2 separate regions of the Pan troglodytes genome follow, and region 1 is linked to region 2. The links are chromatin contacts, called in public Hi-C maps. All regions are on one chromosome and are shown on one strand. The core of a region is the stretch at or near the end of the contact, and the rest is flanking DNA. Distances in the headings are between cores, read along the strand shown. Region 1 overlaps MAD1L1 (mitotic arrest deficient 1 like 1). Region 2 holds the start of ELFN1 (extracellular leucine rich repeat and fibronectin type III domain containing 1).

Region 1 (2,922 bases), core at 230-2,729, 560 kb before region 2:
GGTGGAGGTGGGCTGCCTGTGCCCTCCACCAGCTTAAGGTGGGCGGGAAGCAAGTGGCATGCATGTGTGGCGCCCTGCAGCTTTGATGAGGAACACAGATAGTTCTTCGGAGGCTGGATTCAAGGCTCCCCCCGCCCCCCGCCACCAACAGTAAGACCTGTGTCAAGTCACTGCGCTGCTCTGGGCCAGTGTTCTCTTTATTGAAAGGGGGACACGGAGCTCTTCTCCCCAACTGCGTGTGAAGATCCGACGTGATCGTGTACTTGTGGAGGTCCCTGTGAGTTGGAGAGGGCTGGCGCGAGCATCCTCTCTGAGCAGCCGGAGGCTGATGGCCAGGAAGGTGGATGGAGCCGTCCTCGCTGTGGGGGTTGACCCCTAGTCTCCTGCGTTGGCCTTGGCTGTGGGCCTGGTAGAGGGCAGGTTTCCTCACGTGCTGGGTTGCCTGCCATGCCTGGGCCCCTTCAGGGCTCCCCGCCGCTCCTTGTGTTGTGCTCCACAGGGCGGGTGTCTGAGTGTGGTTCTGCATCAGGTCGTGATCTCGGGTGACTCACGCTGGACGTCAGTGGGGTGGTGCTCATGCCTCAGTCCACGGGAATGCAGGCTGGCGGTCCCGAATACGGCTCCTAGAGAGTCCACGGGAATGCGGGCTGGCGGTCCCGAATACGGCTCCTAGAGAGTCCACGGGAATGCGGGCTGGCGGTCCCGAATATGGCTCCTAGGATCACCGGGAGGGTGTGGTAAACGTGTGCATTTCTGGCTGCGCACAGTGGCTCAAACCTGTAATCCCAGTGGTTTGGGAGGCTGCAGCAGGAGGATTGCTCGAGCCTAGATGTTTGAGATCAGCCTGGGGAACATAGTTGAGACCCTGTTTGTACCAAAAAAAAAATTAGCTGTGCTCAGTGGTATGCACCTGTAGTCCCAGCTACTCAGGAGGCTAAGGTGGGAGGATCACCTGAGCCCAGGAGGAGCTGTGATTGCACCACTGCACTCCAGTGACTGAGTGAGTCCCTGTCTCTAAAAAACAAAAACAAAAACCAAAGTGGATTTCTGGGTAAACCTGAGATGCACTGGGCTTTCTTTTCTGTTTTTAGGGTCCAGGTTTGGGGTAGTTCTTAGGAATTTCTGAAGCCCATGTCTGGCAGCATTGAATGTGGTGATGAAGTGGGCAACAGGGACACAGATGTGGTGAGAAGCTGGGGCCACGGGGGGCCACGGCTGCCCGCATGGAAGGGCTGAGTGCATTTGCTGTTCTTGTGTGGAGACTTGCGTGCCTCTGTGGGCGAGCTTGGGGATCCCCTCCTCTCAGCCATGGGGACCTGAGGTGACATCAGATGTCCTGAAAGCAGAGGGCTCTGTGGCTGGGAGTGCCCTGGGCCTGTGCCGGGTGGGCTGGCGTCTGCTTGCCTTCGGGCCCAGGCTTTGCTGGGATTTGGGGCTTGCCGAGGCCCGAGGCCCCGTGGATGTGGAGGAGCTGCTGCCACTAGGTGGTGCCCCCGCCTTGGTGATCCTTCCCACAGCAGCTTCCCTTGGGTCTCTCTGGCCTAGTGGACCGCTGCTCTCCCACCATGGGACTTGCTTGCTGACACTGGGGTTTTGGTCGATGGGGATGTGAGGGGCTTGTGGCCACTGTGCCTGACTGCCTTCAGGGGGGCGCTTCTGGCTGTCCCATGCCTGCCTTGTTTCTGACCAGTGTCCTGGGGCCCTCAGGCCTGTGGGCTCTGGGCTGTGAGCTCCTGGCGTTGAGGTCAGACGTCCTTTGTGTGGGCCCTTCCCTAAGGACAGGGCGCTGACGTCCTGCAGTCCTCAGAGGGCTCTTCGGCCTCGCCCCGGGCTTGGATAAACCCTGGCTGAGCCCCAGGAGAGAGTGGCCTGGTCACCCTCTTCCCCATGTAGGGCTTCTTATGTCTTAGGAGAGGAGGCTGGGCAGGCTGGCTGGGGTGGGTCAGTGAAACCATGGGAAGACCCTGTGGGACGAGGTCCTTATGTGTCACACAGGCCTGGGCACATGTGACATGTGCAGCACACGGGTTCACGCAGGCTGGGGGCATGTTAGTTTCTACGACTTTGAAGTCACAGGCAAGGAGGGACACAGTGTGTGTGGATGAGCCTGCGTGAACACACGTGGGGAAGGGCAGGATGCCAGTGCCGGGAGTGTGGTGTGGACACCCTCATCCTTAGGGTGCTGGAAGTTGGGCTGAGGGAGTTAGCAGAAGTGCGAGGTGTGTGTCTGGAGGCAGCGATGTGATCAGCTTGGTCTCCCAGGAGCGTGGTCTGTCTCGGGGAGTGACTTACGGGTGAGGAAAGTGGAGGCCAGCACACACCCTTTGAGGTACGTGTCATCCTTGGCAAGACCTTGGGCACAGGAGGGGGAGGAGGAGTAATACAGAGAGGCCAGTGGGAAAGATGGTGTGAGGCTGGAGCCCATCTGGGCATGCAGGATGCTTGCTTCTCTTTGGAAAATCACCTGTTTCAGTAGAATGAAAGGGGGTGCAGGCCATCTCCGTAGGCGAACAGCACAACCATTTGTAACAATCCAAAACTCGTTTGTGATTGAAAGTTCTCAGCAAGCTAGGAAGAGAAGAGAACTTCCTCAACCAGGTAAATGATACCTGCAGAAAACCAGCCGATACAATACAAGGTGGACGGACTGCATTCCTGACATGGAGACCAGGCAGGGTGTCTGTTCCCTTCACCCCTGGTTGCACTGTACTGGAGATCTTCACCAGTATAATTAGGGAAGCAAAAAGAAAAGATGGACAGACTGGAAAGGAGGAAGTAAAACTGTGCCTGGAGACAACATAATTCTCTATAGAAATTCCCAGGGAATAAATGACAAGCCAGTAGGACTAAACCGTGAGGTTTACAGGGTCACGGGATACAAGGACAGTGTACCAAAATGGGTTCTGTTTCTGTATACTAGCA
Region 2 (3,130 bases), core at 51-2,550:
CGCGGCGGAGGACTCGGTCGGGAATGGTGCTGAGATTGCGCGGGTACGGCCCAGGGCCGTGACCGGGTGGCCACCGTGCAGTTTGGGAAGAGAAAAAGTTCGGAGGGGGAGCCGACACCCCGAGATCGAAGAGGGAAAATGGGAGGAAAGCAGGCGGCAGGGAGGGAAGAGCGGCGGAAGAGGGACCAGGAGAGCTGGGGGTCCGCTCTGGGCCCCGGGGCCCCGCCCCACTCGGCAGCCCAGCCCAGCCCAGCCCCGCCGCGCCAGCTTCCCGGACCGGGAGAGGCTAGGGTCACCGACGCCTATTAATAGCCGCGAGCAGGTCCTTCCCGGGAGCTCCGCAGCGGCCGGCAGAGCCCAGCCACCGGCTGGGGTGGGGGCGGGGGTCCCGTAACACCCCCTCCGGAGGTTCAAGCGGCGCGGGGCGGGGCGCTGCGCCCCCCCACGCCGGCTTTGCGAAGTCGAGGCACCCACAGCCCACTCCCTCCCCACCTCCGACTCCGAGACCAGGTTTCAGATGAAGAGGGGTTCGTCTGTGGTTCAACTTGGGGCGCCGCGGCTACCCCAGCGCACTCGAAGGCGTGCCCAGCCCCCTCCCCCTCTTTCTGCCCAGCCGGCTTTTTGCTCTCAGCGCGCTCCGGAAAGTTTCGGGGTCCCCGCGGCGCCTCCCTAGCCCTAGGGGTCCGGAGTCCTGGCCCTTCCAGCCGCGGCGTCGGGGAGGGAAGTTTGTCCGGCCCAGGCTCGGCGGCCGCTAACTTCGGGTGCGCCCGCCTCCGAATCTGGGTGGGTGGATGGGGACGCCCGGGAGCCGCGGGCCCCGAGCGCCGCATCCAGAGCCCCGCGGGCGGGGAGACTCGGCCCTGGCGCGGACGCCGAGGTCAGGGCACCAGGGATGGGGTGGCCCGGGCTGCGAGAGCCGCTGGGGACCCTGCGCTGCCCCCCGCCGCCCCCCCCCCCAGAGAGCATCTTCTTCCCTGCCTCCTCTAGGGGCGGGGACCCTCCGATCCCGCAGCGGCGACAGAGGGGTCCCCCGGCCCCGGACAGCCCCCTGCCCCTCAGGCCCCTTCTTACCTGGGCCGGGGTGCGGGCCCCGGGCTGGAGGCACTGTCGCGGGCGAGCAGAGCGCGCGCACCCCGGTTCCCCGAGCGCGGCGGCGGCGGCGGCGGCGGCTTCCCCTCCTTCCTCCTCCTCTTCCTCCTCCGGGCTCGCTGGCTCCAGACAGGCCTCCTCCCACTCCCGCCCTGCCGGCCCCTCCCGGAGCCCGCCCGGCTGGACTCGGCCTGCGACCCGGAGCCCAGCGGAGCCGGCGGGAGCCAGGCTGCGGCGCTCACTGCGTCAAGCGCGGGGCGAGCGCGGGGCGGCGGCGGCGGCGGCGGCGGGGACCGCGCGCTCGGAGCCCGGGGCTGGCCGGGCAGGCGGGGGAGCGGCGGCTCCGGCTCCGGCTCGGGCTCGGGCGCGGGCGCGGGCGCAGTGGTGGCGGCCGCGGCAGCGCCGAGGTTGTAGCACATTCTTTCTGAGCGTGATGGAAGGTTTCATGTGGGAGAGCGCGCGGGGAGGGATGGGGAGGGGGCGGGGGCCGCGGCGGGGGCGACTGGAGGGGCGGGGGGCGGGGGGCGGGGTCGCTGCCCGCACGTCGGTGGGCTAGGGGGTGGCCGGAGGGGGGCTCCGTAGGGGAAGTTGGAGCCAGCCGCGGGGGCGGCGTGGGAAGCCGAGTGGCGGCCTCGCCCGCTCCTCCTGGCCCGCCCTGCTCGCCCCCTGCCCCCGCCCCAGGCCACCCAGAGGCTCCCAGGCTTTGGTTTGGAAGAGAAGCGTCCGAAGGTCTGGGGGGTCGGGACCCTGGTGGCGCTGGGAGGTGGGCACCTGGGTGCGGACACGGCTGTGCTCACAGGCGCCCGGCAACCTCGTGGAAGTTGACCCCAAGTCAGACCCTCTGTGAGCGCGCGCGTCCGCGAGGGCCAAAGCACAGCCCGCAGGACGCGCGTTTGCGGGGCGGGGGGAGAGCGGGGCACTTGGGGGCGGGGAGGTGGAGCGAGAGGGTGGTCGGGCCCCTGGCGGCCCCGCGTCCCCAGGGACTCGCCCTCCCCTAAGGTCGCCGACCCCTCCCTCCCTTCCCTCCCCGTTGCGCGTCGCCCCCCGCCTTTCGGCCGGGAGGAGGGGGAGGCGTGGGAGCGGCCCGGCGCCTTCCGATTCCCGGAAGGTTCGGTTTAGCGGATTTCCCTCTCCCTTCATGCGCCTCCGGAATCCCAGCGGATCCGAAATCGCTCCCTCGGGCTCTGAGCCGAGGGGTCCCCCGTCGCTCCCTGGTGGTCCCGAGCCCTCGCCGAGCGGTCTCACGGCTTCCCAGGGCGTCTCCCACTCCCACCCGCCCCTTCCCCAGCCTGCGGCTTTCGCGTGGGCTAAAAATTCCAAACCAGGCCCAAGAGCGCCCTCGCCCGGCTAAGCCCCCGCGCGCCGCTTCACAAACCGGCCGCGTGCGGAGCTGCGGAGCCCGGGACCCCCAGCACGCGCTGGGCGCGACACTCTGGACCCCGCTGCCAGCGCCGCGCCCCTCCGGCCGGGGAGCCCCACACCATCAAGAGGGCAGGGAGAGGGGAGGGGAGGGGACTGCTGGAGGGGAGGGGGCTGCTCCCCGGGTGTCTTTCCCGGAGGAGGTCCCGGGACAGGGGTGGGGGTGGCGCGGGAGGCCGCAGACAGCGCGCCCCGAGGATGGCCGGGCCGGGGATGGGCGCGCGGGGCTCCCGTCCGGACGTGGGTCCAACGGCCTCTCCGCAGCCCAGAAACTCCGTCCAGCCCGCGGGACGGCCGCCCGCCCTCCGACCCCGAGCCTCCCACACTTGTTCCTGCAGGACGGGGTTGGGGGGACTGAGACGGTGATTGAGGCCGGGGCATGGAGGAAGTGCCGCCGCCTGCTCCCGGGATTGCTGGACACGAAGGGTGGAGGCCAAGGACGGAGCCCCTGCCTGCGGCTGTCCAGCCCTTAGTCCTTGCGCGGGGGCGCCCAGACCTCCAGGGAACAGGGAGACAGAGCGGGCAGAGCCCGGCCTGGGGGGGTCTCTTCCTGGTCCCTCAGGGAGAGTCCCGGCTGCTCTGAAGCGCGCAGTGGCCTAGGTGGGCACACAGCCCCTTTCTC

Evidence for each region. A called contact is a pair of places that touch in the nucleus more often than the background predicts.
Region 1: a contact with region 2 is called in a Hi-C map of stem cell-derived neural progenitor cells, with 6 times the contacts expected there. The contact joins the enhancer-like site here to the promoter of ELFN1 in region 2. A contact is called at or near these places in 1 of 7 Hi-C or Micro-C datasets (stem cell-derived neural progenitor cells) and 1 of 1 datasets of contacts at active chromatin or transcription factors (stem cell-derived excitatory neurons).

The regions. Positions count from the first base shown.
Region 1 is chr6:8,177,903-8,180,824 of NHGRI_mPanTro3-v2.0_pri, reverse strand. All of the region lies in intron 10 of MAD1L1 (mitotic arrest deficient 1 like 1), which reads left to right. Among named protein-coding and RNA genes, the nearest start is that of MAD1L1, 24 kb to the left of the region's middle. Within about 2 kb of position 1,479, at least 4 of the 24 cell types and tissues checked have an H3K27ac peak or open chromatin away from gene starts, as enhancers often do. A contact at or near this core is called in stem cell-derived neural progenitor cells, where this site is marked.
Region 2 is chr6:7,618,154-7,621,283 of NHGRI_mPanTro3-v2.0_pri, reverse strand. ELFN1 (extracellular leucine rich repeat and fibronectin type III domain containing 1) reads right to left here and starts at 1,300. Exons shown (of 3, transcript XM_016957005.4): 1 at 1,072-1,300.